2 separate regions of the Canis lupus genome follow, and region 1 is linked to region 2. A link is a contact called in public Hi-C data. All regions are on one chromosome and are shown on one strand. Each heading gives the region's core, a stretch centred on a gene start, on an enhancer-like site or on the middle of the called end of the contact. The rest is flanking DNA. Distances are from core to core; before and after follow the strand shown.

Evidence for each region. A called contact is a pair of places that touch in the nucleus more often than the background predicts.
Region 1: a contact with region 2 is called in a Hi-C map of blood, with 2.4 times the contacts expected there. The contact joins the enhancer-like site here to the promoter of LOC119877426 in region 2. A contact is called at or near these places in 2 of 9 Hi-C or Micro-C datasets (both in blood).

What each region holds. Positions count from the first base shown.
Region 1 is chr23:48,102,175-48,107,102 of UU_Cfam_GSD_1.0, forward strand. No RefSeq gene overlaps it. Among named protein-coding and RNA genes, the nearest start is that of RAP2B, 50 kb to the left of the region's middle. Within about 2 kb of position 2,262, at least 5 of the 20 cell types and tissues checked have an H3K27ac peak or open chromatin away from gene starts, as enhancers often do. A contact at or near this core is called in blood, where this site is marked.
Region 2 is chr23:48,052,453-48,057,564 of UU_Cfam_GSD_1.0, forward strand. LOC119877426 (serine/arginine repetitive matrix protein 1-like) reads right to left here and starts at 1,981. Exons shown (of 5, transcript XM_038570205.1): 1 at 1,800-1,981; 2 at 1,135-1,423; 3 at 682-956. The coding sequence starts at 1,981. RAP2B (ras-related protein Rap-2b) reads left to right here and starts at 2,186. Exons shown (of 2, transcript XM_038570198.1): 1 at 2,186-2,791; 2 at 2,827-2,878. The coding sequence starts at 2,236. The coding sequence ends at 2,787. LOC119865433 (a long non-coding RNA gene) reads left to right here and starts at 2,947. Exons shown (of 3, transcript XR_005377227.1): 1 at 2,947-5,112.

The DNA of each region.
Region 1 (4,928 bases), core at 1,012-3,511, 50 kb after region 2:
TTCATTTTTAAAGTACATGTAACATGGAGTATTTACAAAACGTGGTGTGAGCTCCAAGAAAGGGGAGAGAGAACTGCTTCGACTCATGCACCCGTATCCTCCCTGGTCTTCCTGCTTCTACACTTGACTCCCTAAAATCTAATGTGCTCTCAACAGCCACAAGGATCTATTAAAATGCATTAGATCAAATAAACTCTCGGCTTTAAATTTTCACTTTAAACTACTGACTGGTCACACAAAGCCAGTGGCTCTGGTGGCTGCCTTTCTCTCTGACTATGCCTCAGTCCTGCTGGCTCCTTGCAGCATCTTGGGAGCCCAGGCTTGCTCTGGAGCTTAGTGTCCATCTCTGCCTGACTGGCTCCTTCTTGTCATTCAGAGCTCAGCCTAGCTGGCTGCATCCCTGACACCTGATATAAGTGACCACCCTGTCACCTGACGTCATAGGACTGCATAACGCTAACTGGTATGTAGGTGCCTCCCTCCTGCCCTCTCCCCTCCTCCTCCTTTCCTTCCTTCCCTTCCTTCCCTTGTTCTTTTCCTTTTTTTTTTTTTTTTAATATTTTATTTATTTGAGAGAGAAAGAGAGAACAAGAGCAGGGGAGAGGGGCAGAGGGAGAGGGAGAAGCAAACTTTGGTGTGGCTGGAGGACAGGGAGTGAACTGAGCTTGGACAGAGTAGGAATATAAAAGGAGGTAAATTGAGAGGTTTTAGGTATATACCCACATCCCAATAAATGTTTTGTTGTTGTTGTTGTTGTTGTTTTTTCCAACCCGAGATCTAGCTTCTTCATGGACACATGGCAATGAAATACTTCTGGCACTTTCTGACATTGCTGCCCCACAGGAAAAGAGGGAAGTGGTCTTGAAAAAGATAACGGACAAATTTGCTCTGCTGTAACGACTCATTGCAGAGTTTTGACATTGGACTTTTGGGAGGATATTTTTTTTTTTAACGGCTTAATGAATGAGTTGGAAATAGATTCCTGAACGTGGCCAAATATGGGAAACATGTAGAGTATCATTTTGTTGTCATTTATCCATTGGCCTCTTACAACAAATCACGGTTGTGAAGCAGCAGTTTTGTGTGCAACATCGTGATAGTTTTCGTTCACTTATGATATCGTAGGTGTGAGTTTTATTTATTATTTATTTATTATTATTTATTTTATTATTTATTTATTTATAATTTTGGGAGACAGGGAGGGGTTTTCATCGACTGTGACAGTCACCTCGTCTGTAAGTCGGGAATAACGAAAATGCTTATCTCAAAGGGTGGTTGTGAGCCTAAGATGACTCTAAAGGAATCAGGTGCTCAGAGCCGTGCCGGGCGTCAGCTGCTGGCCTGTCCCAATCCTCATCATGATTATTGGTGGCCCTCGTGAGGCGAGACACGGTGTGACTTTATTGCAAGACTTTTACACGGGGTTCAAAAATCTACCGTAAATGCGTGTACATTTGATTTGGCTGGAGAGACACATTCTGCTATTTTGCCGTCGTGGAGATTGCTTGTAACGATGATGAATGTCGCTTTCTGCCTTTATTTATGGTATTTCTTTATGTATTTATGCATTTATTTTAAAGATTTGTTGATTTATTTTAGAGGGGGAGGGGCGGCCGGAGAGGGAGAGAAAGGATCTCAAACACACTCCCCACTGAGCAAGGGGAGCAGGGCCTGGGGCTCCACCTCTGTGACCTTGGGATCCGGACCCTGAGATCCTGACCTGAGAGGAGATCAAGAGTCTGAGGCTGAGCCACCCAGGAACCCCTGTCACGAGCTTTTGAAACACGGGGTACATGAAACCCACTCAGGTGAACCGTGCCAAACTCTTGTTTTTTATCTTTGAAAACAATACAGAGGCAAGGGCGCACAAGGAGACGCAGGGCATCCCAACAAACAGCAGCCTGGGCAGCCCGGCCTTCACCCAGGGCCTGATCCTGGAGACCCGGGATCGAGTCCCACCTCAGGCTCCCTGCATGGGGCCTGCTTCTCCCTCTGCTTGTGTCTGCCTCTTACTCTCTCTCTCTCTCTGTGTCTCTCATCAGTAAATAAATAAAATCTTTATTTAAAAAAAAAAAAGGAAACAGCAGCCTGGGGGGTGGAGAGAGCAGGCCTTCCCTGCAGCGGGGGTGCCAGGGCCCCACCTCTGGGATCCATCAGGGGCACCCACTGCGGGGCCCGGTCTCCGCCCTCCCCAGCCCTTCTCGCCGAGGCCCCAGGCTGGCTGCGGCCTGTGGTTCTGCAACCCAGCTGGTCGGGAGGGCAGGAAGGAAGGGTGGACCTGCCTGAGATTTCCTGTCTCGCTGTGAGTCACTGATACCGAGCACTTCTTGCACTTCGCTGCCTACTATCCGCAGAGCAGGAATGCACCCAAGAGGCAAACCCCAACCCTCTCTCCAGTCCTGGTGATAACTGCCCTCCCCACCACAAGCAGGCAAGCTCCGCACAGCCTGGGGCTGGCTCTCCTGGGGGAGGCGAGCAACCAAAGGGGGGCTCTTCACCACCCCTTGTAGGAAGGAGATAGTGAAGCCTGCAAGAAGGAACATCCTTCTGTATCCCTTAGGTGCAACGAAAAAGGCCACTCAGGTTTGGAACCCGGAGGCGTAAGTTCCCATTCTGACTTGGCTGGCAAAGCTCGTAAGCCTGTCTCACACTTACTTCCCTTCCATCCCCTGCCTGCCAGCGTTGCAAACAAACTGAAGTTGAATACGGGGGTTCTGAAATTCCTGGACGTACATGCCTTGTAAATAAAAATTGAACCATGATTTTTGCTTGCGAAGCATGTTGAAAGGGCTTAGTCTTGGTGGAGAAAGTCTATCAAGAGGGAGCGGAAATGGTTGTGCTTATACAACTTCTAAAGCCAGCCGGGAGGATTAATAATGATAATAACAATAATGATAATAAATCATAGCTACTAAGCACTTGTTTTACGCTGATATTATGTATTGCACATGATTACTAATCCTCACAACTCCCCCTCTAAACGCCCCCCGCCCCAGTCTACCAGCTGTCTTGAAATGGGATGATGTATGCCACAGTGCTTTGAAAATATTAGTCATTAAATCAAATTATTTTTTTATAGAAGTGTAACTGTAATTAGCATTAATAAACATTCCAGGAACAGTATTTTCCTTAGTTTACGAAGAGCATGAGCTTTGGAGTTACACGCAGCAAGATGCAAACACCATTTTTGTCGCATCGTATCTGTAGGACTATTTGCGAAGTGTCTCTGAGCCTCCATCTCCTCCCTTGTAGAATAAGTGCAAGTAACGACTACCTCAAGAATTATTTTAAAAATTCCACAACTCTGTGTTTGACACGTAGTAGGTTCACCCCAAATATGGACTCCCCTTTCTTGCCCACTTTTCCTAAAAATGACAGAACCAAGACAAAGAGCTTTAGAATCATTAGTTAAGTATTTCATCATTTTTCCAAGGGCCTGTAGAAAATACGGAGGAGGAAGCACAGGTTGAAGAATGAGGAGGCACATAATATTATAGATGGAGGAGTCCGCTGCCTGTGAGGAAGAGTCTGCTTCTTCTCATAAAATGTTTGTATCAGAGACTTCAGAAAGAGTTGTGACGGGGGACGCCTGGGTGGCTTAGTGGTTGTGCGTCTGCCTTTGACTCAGGGCGTGATCCCAGGGTTGGGGATCAAGTCCCACATCAGGCTCCTGCATGGAGCCTGCTTCTCCCTCTGCCTGTGTCTCTGCCTCTCTCTCTGTCTCTCATGAATAAATAAATAAAATCTTAAAAAAAAAAAAAGAGTTGTGACGGAAAAGCACTCATTAAAAATGCATTTTCTTGGCTGGGTGACTCAGTCAGTTAGGGGTCTGCCCTCAGCTCAGATCATGATCCTCGGGTCCTGCTCAGTGGGGAGCCCGCTTTTCCCTCTCCCTCTGATGCTCCTCCTGCTTGTGCTCACTCCCTCGACCTCTTCTGCTCTCTGTCTTCCTCAAGTAAATAAATAAAATCTTTAAAAAATAAAGGGGATCCCTGGGTGGCCCGGTGGGTTAGTGCCTGCCTTCAGCCGAGGGTGTGATCCTGGAGACCCAGGATTGAGTCCCACGTCGGGCTCCCTGCATGGAGCCTGCTTCTCCCGTGGCCTCTCGCTCTCTCTGTGTCTCTCATGAATAAATAAACAAAATCTTAATAAATAAATAAATAAATAAATAAATAAATAAATAAATAAATAAATAAAATAAAATAAAAATGTGTTTTCTTTTCCCATACATTGTCCGATCATAACACCATAACTTGATTCTAGGGCTTGGGTTGGGAGGTTGCAATGAACTCAGTGGTGATACCAATGAATCTGAATTGCTAGTCATCAAGTGGCCAGAAACCTGGCCTCTCGTACTGGGACTTCATTAGAGCAGAGAGATTAAGTTATCCAGTGGTCACCACGGTGCATTAGAGAATTAGATACTCGCAGAATTTTCCTTTGCTCACACCATCAAAGCTTTTCTTTCAGCCATGAAAGCTGGGTCAGCTCTCAAAGTGCTAATTATTTCGTTAAATAAAACAGCCCCCTTTCTCAATCTCTCCCTACTTAGGCTTGAGAGCAGGAAATGAGAGCAGTACCTTTTTTTTTTTTCCTTTTTTCTTTTCTTTTTCTTTTTTTTTTTTTTTTTTGGTATCAGTGCTGGTTAACTTTCAATACACTTGACGACACTCTCTGCTTTTCGTGGGAAATTTTATGAATGTTGAGTTTGTTGGTGGGCTTAGAAGACTTGACGACTGTCTCAGCAAACGTAGCGGCACCACCTGGTACCCTGAAGCTTTCAGGTGAGCCCCGTGTAGACTGGAGCCCTGGGCTGTTGTGTTGGGCCTGAAGTCCTAGTGAGTAGCATTCTTTCCCACCGCTTTGGGAGCTTGAAATACTGGGTTCGATTCATACCCTCAACAACTAAAAACAACCTACACTTTTGC
Region 2 (5,112 bases), core at 731-3,230:
AAGCACAGAGTTCGAGGCGGGCTCTCTGATAGTCAAGGTTAAAACACGTTGTCTGCGCTCCACCGTGAGGGCGGGGCGGGCACCCCCCGGCACCCCCCAGCACCCCGCTCCCCTCCCCACCCCCCAGGCGGCGGCTGCACCCACGTCCCGCCGGGGCCGGTGGGGACTTGGGGCTGCGCCTCCGCGGCTCGGGGCAGGTCAGCCCGCGAACGTGGCCGGACCCGGGGCCCAAACCCAGCGCTCGCCACGCAGCCGGGCGCGTCTCGTCCGAAGCGCACGCCGAGCGCGAGTAGCCTCGGCTTGCAAAACCAAAAAAAAAAAAAAAAAAAAAGTGCAGACTCGGAGCTGGGGGGGTTGACGCAGCTCGTGCCCCCCTACCCACCCCCGCACCCCCGGCTCCGGGGCTCGTGCACACGCGGGCCCCCCGACAGGTCCCGGGTCCCGGCCCCGGGCGAGGAGGCAGGGAGGCTGGGGCAGGTCGAGGCAGCGCCCCCGCCCCTCCCGCGGCCGCGAGCCCAGCCCGACGTGCAGGCGGCCCGCCCCCAAACCCAGACGTCTGCAGGAGGACAAGCCTGGGCATCCCCGCCCCCGCCCCCGCCCCGGGACCCGGAGCGGGCGGCGCACGCAGTCCGGGCGGCCCCCTTGCACGCCCCCGTCCCCCCACTTCCCGCCCAGCCGCACACTTTGCAAACTCCGCAGGAGCCCGGGCCCAGCGGGGGGAGCAGGGCGCCCGCGGCCTCCGGGCGCTGCGCAGCCAGGCTCGCCCCGCAGCGCCAGCGGGGCACTATATTTAGCGCCGAGCTCTCCGCCTTAATTCCTCTTCTTTTTTTGCACCCCGGGCTCCCAGAACGACTAGGTCGGGGGAAGCGGGAGGGGGGGGCGGGGAGCAGCGGGGAAAGAACAGCTGCGCCTCCGCCCCCCGCTCGAGCTCCGCAGGCGCCAATCGCGAGCCGAGGCTACTTTTCCGCCAATGAAGCGGCCGCAAGTGCGGGAGCCTCGGCGGCAGCCAATGGGGCCCCGGCCGGGGCGGCGAGACGGGCGCGGCGGGGCCAATGGGGCCCGAGGCCGGGAGAGGTAATGTGAGCCGCGCGGTGGCTGCGCGGGCCCCAGCTTCCTATTTCTAAGCCCGAAAACCTGTTCCGCCCACTGAGCATGCCCGGGCTCGCTGCCGGCGCCGCGGCCGTGCGGCTGGGGGTCGGCCCGGCCTCCGCGCTTCCGGGAGGCTCCCCTGTGCCGGCCGGAGCCCCCGCGGGCCCCTTTGTGCGGGACGACGGGAGTGGGGGGCCGGGAGCGTGTCGGGGCCCGCGCCGTGGGAGGGGGCACAGGTGCCCCGCGCGCCGCTCCCACGCCCTCGGGGTCTCCCGGCGCCCGGGACAACGGGAGCGGCCGAGCGCGCAGCCCACGCCGCGGCGCCACCGCCCCGCTGCACCAAGCCGCCCCCGTGCACACCCACGCGCGCTGCTCACCCCGCGCCCGGCCCTGGGCCCCTCGCACGGCCCGGGAGGCCCCGCCCCCGGACACGCCCCCCGCGCGGCCCCGCCCCCGAGCTCCTCGCAGGCCGCTCCCCGGGAGGCCCCGGCCCCGCCCCCCGCGCGAGGCCCCGCCCCTCGCGCCCAGCCCCGAGCCCCTCGCAGGCCGCTCCCGGGGAGGCCCCGCCCTCGCCCCGCCCCCAGCGCGGCCCAAGCCCCGCCCCCGCGCGAGGCCCCGCCCCCCGTGCCGACCCCGAGCCTCTCGCAGGCCGCTCCTGGGGAGGCCCCGCCCCGGCCCCGCCCCCCCCGCGCGCGGCCCCGCCCCCTTGCCCGGCCCCCCGGAAAACCCGGCGCGGCGGCTGGCGCGGGCGAGGCCGTCGGCGCACTGGGCATGCTCGCCGGGGCGGGGAGGGCCGGGCTGCGCGCGGCGAGTAGGAAGCCGTCGCCCCGCGGAGGCTGCGGGGAGAGCGCGCTGGGCCGCGGCGGTGGGCGCACGGTCTGCGGGGCCCCATGCCACGCGCGGCCCGGGCCGGCGCGCACGTAGCAGCAGCCCCCCCGGCAGCCCGCCGCCGCCGCCGCCGCCGCCGCCTCCCGCCGCCCGGGCCGCCGGCATTGTCCTCCCGCGCCGCCGCCGTCGCCGCCGCGCCGCCGCCGCCGCCGCCAGGCTGAGCCCGGGGGCAGGTCGTGCAGCCGACGAGCCCAGGCGCCCCGCGGCGCGCACCCCCGACGGGGCCGCGGCGGGCGCGGCGAGGGCGCCGGCGGAGCCATGAGAGAGTACAAGGTGGTGGTGCTGGGCTCGGGCGGCGTGGGCAAGTCGGCGCTCACCGTGCAGTTCGTGACCGGCTCCTTCATCGAGAAGTACGACCCCACCATCGAGGACTTCTACCGCAAGGAGATCGAGGTGGACTCGTCGCCGTCGGTGCTCGAGATCCTGGACACGGCGGGCACCGAGCAGTTCGCGTCCATGCGGGACCTGTACATCAAGAACGGCCAGGGCTTCATCCTCGTCTACAGCCTGGTCAACCAGCAGAGCTTCCAGGACATCAAGCCCATGCGGGACCAGATCATCCGCGTCAAGCGGTACGAGCGCGTGCCCATGATCCTGGTGGGCAACAAGGTGGACCTGGAGGGCGAGCGCGAGGTGTCGTACGGCGAGGGCAAGGCCCTGGCCGAGGAGTGGAGCTGCCCCTTCATGGAGACGTCGGCCAAAAACAAAGCCTCGGTGGACGAGCTGTTCGCGGAGATCGTGCGGCAGATGAACTACGCGGCGCAGCCCAACGGCGACGAGGGCTGCTGCTCGGCCTGCGTGATCCTCTGAGCCGCCCGCGCGCGGGAGCCCCGCGCCCCCGCGCCCGCCCCCGCGCCCGCCCCCGCGGGGGGGATGCGCTGCGCCCGCGCCGACCTCGGGGGCCGCTGTGCCTCGGCCCCGGGGCGGGGGCGGGGGTGCCGGGGGCCCGGCTGGGCTGCACCGCCCGGCTCCCGACCCCCGCCGACCTCCGCTGACCTCCGCCGACCTCCGCCGACCTCCGCTGACCTCCCCCTCCGAGCCCCGGTGCAGCCCCGGTGCAGCCCCGGTGCAGCCCCGGGGGCGGTGCGGCTCCTGCTGCATGCACGCTGCTCGTGGACCCCGGGAGACGCGGATTTTTCCACCCCACTCCCCGCGTAAGGAGCCGTTAGGGCGCTGTGTGGGCAGCTCGACACGGGCCAAAGTTTCAGCCTGCAAAAAAAAAAAAAAAAGAAAAAGAAAATAAATAAAAATAAATAAATAAATGGGGTGGGGAGGTAGAAAGGGAGGGGGCAATTTTTCCTTTTTTTTTTTTTATTTTTATTTTTTTTCTTTTGCCTCCAACCACCCCTTTTTGTAGTTCCACATGGAAGGAAGTCCGGGAGAACCAAATGAAGGAGCAGGACAGGAGGAAGGGAAGAAACTTTTGTGTTGGCTTTTTTTATTTTTTATTTTTTTATTTTTTTTTCTTTCCTTTTTTTTTTTTTTTTTTTTTTTTCCAGGAGGAGCTGGAAATTAAAGATCGGGTTCCTTTTCTGCCAGCTTGGAAGGGCAACCCTGTGACTGATTGTGATTCTAAGGATGTCTATGCAAAGTTGGATTCTTGTTACAGTGTATCCAATCTGAAGTATGCACATCTGAACTGGGACTGTAAACACTGATGCCAATGCAGTGTGGGGTGCCAGAAAGTGTCTGCTGATATTTGTGGAAAAAAAAAAAATCTATTTTGTTTACCTACTGTATCAAAGGGGAGTCTGGGGGAGAACGGTAGTATTTTTTTTTTTTTTTTATCAGCTGTGAAAAAAAAATGTTACAGATCTGCACATTTTTGTGTGTACTGTGTGTGTGTGTGTGTGTGTGTGTGTGTTTCTTTGGGTTTCTTTTTGTTTTTTGTTTTTTTTTTTTTTAAGTTTAGCTTTTCTTTTTGGTTGGCAGTGACAGGTTTTGATGACTAGCTCTTTAAAATACAGTACAAAGACTTCAAAAATGTGATTCAGGGCCCCAGCACCCCTGTGTCTGCAGAGTGCCTTCAAAACTCAGCTGTTCCAGCCGGTGCCAACCTGTGAACTTCCCACCATAACCCAGAATCTGCTATTCCCCAAACCACTTCCTAGTTTCCTTTCTGTAATCTTCCTGAAGGAGCCAGGACAATAGGGCCTGTTGTTTGGTGAATTTCTTTATTATTTCCAGCCCTTAAAATGTAATTTCCATGTCTTGCAATGGTTTTGGTTGTTTTTTTTTGTTTTGTTTTTTTGTTTTTTTATTTTGTTTTGTTTTGTTTTTTTGTTTTTTTTCTTTTTTTGCCCTTCTTTCTTTCTTTTTTATCTGGCTTCATTTTGTTCAAATGTTCAGGTATTTAGCTCCCCTTTGTATTATTTTTAAAAATTTTTTGGGGTTATCTGTTCTAGGGTGTTCCTCCAGAAGCAAAGAACAAAATTTTCCTGTTGTGATGTACCAAGAGAATTCTCACTAATTGTAATTTTTAATTCCAGACACGCGTTTAATCATTGTCTCTCCATTTTAAGACTTTTAATACAGATGTCATTTTTAAAGAAACAAATCCAAAACTATTGTTTGTGTTTCTGTGTTTCATATTCAGTGATTTAATACAGTATCGAGGCTGAGGTGGATAGGGGCAGCAGGTGCATGATGCTCCCAGCAGAAATACCTCAGTGACAAGTTGGGTGACATTACTTCCAACTCCCGTAAATATGGAAAAAATCTTAAAGGTCTAAGAAGCCCTGAGGGTATGGCCATTACCATTTGACTACAAGATAAGCAGGATTTTGAATCTGTTCTGCTGACAGGGAGCAGTTTACCTCACTGTGGGTAGGGAAGGGGAGAAACCAACTCCTAATACTGCCTTAGATTTGGTGAAGTCACCAGTCACCTGACCAGGCAGGGTAGTGCTTTTAACTTTTCTTTTTCTTTCTTGCTTTCTGTCTTTCTTTCTTCTTCCTCTTTTTTTTTTTTATTAATGTTTTTGTTTAATTACATCACATACAAAGTCAAAAACATGTTTGAGGAACATGATTTCCAATTCTGAAGTCATTCCTAGTAGGGTTTTCTGCAGTGCATTTGTGTGGGTTGCAGACCCTGTCTTAATACTTGAGGTTTTGGTTTGAAAATAGGTCATTA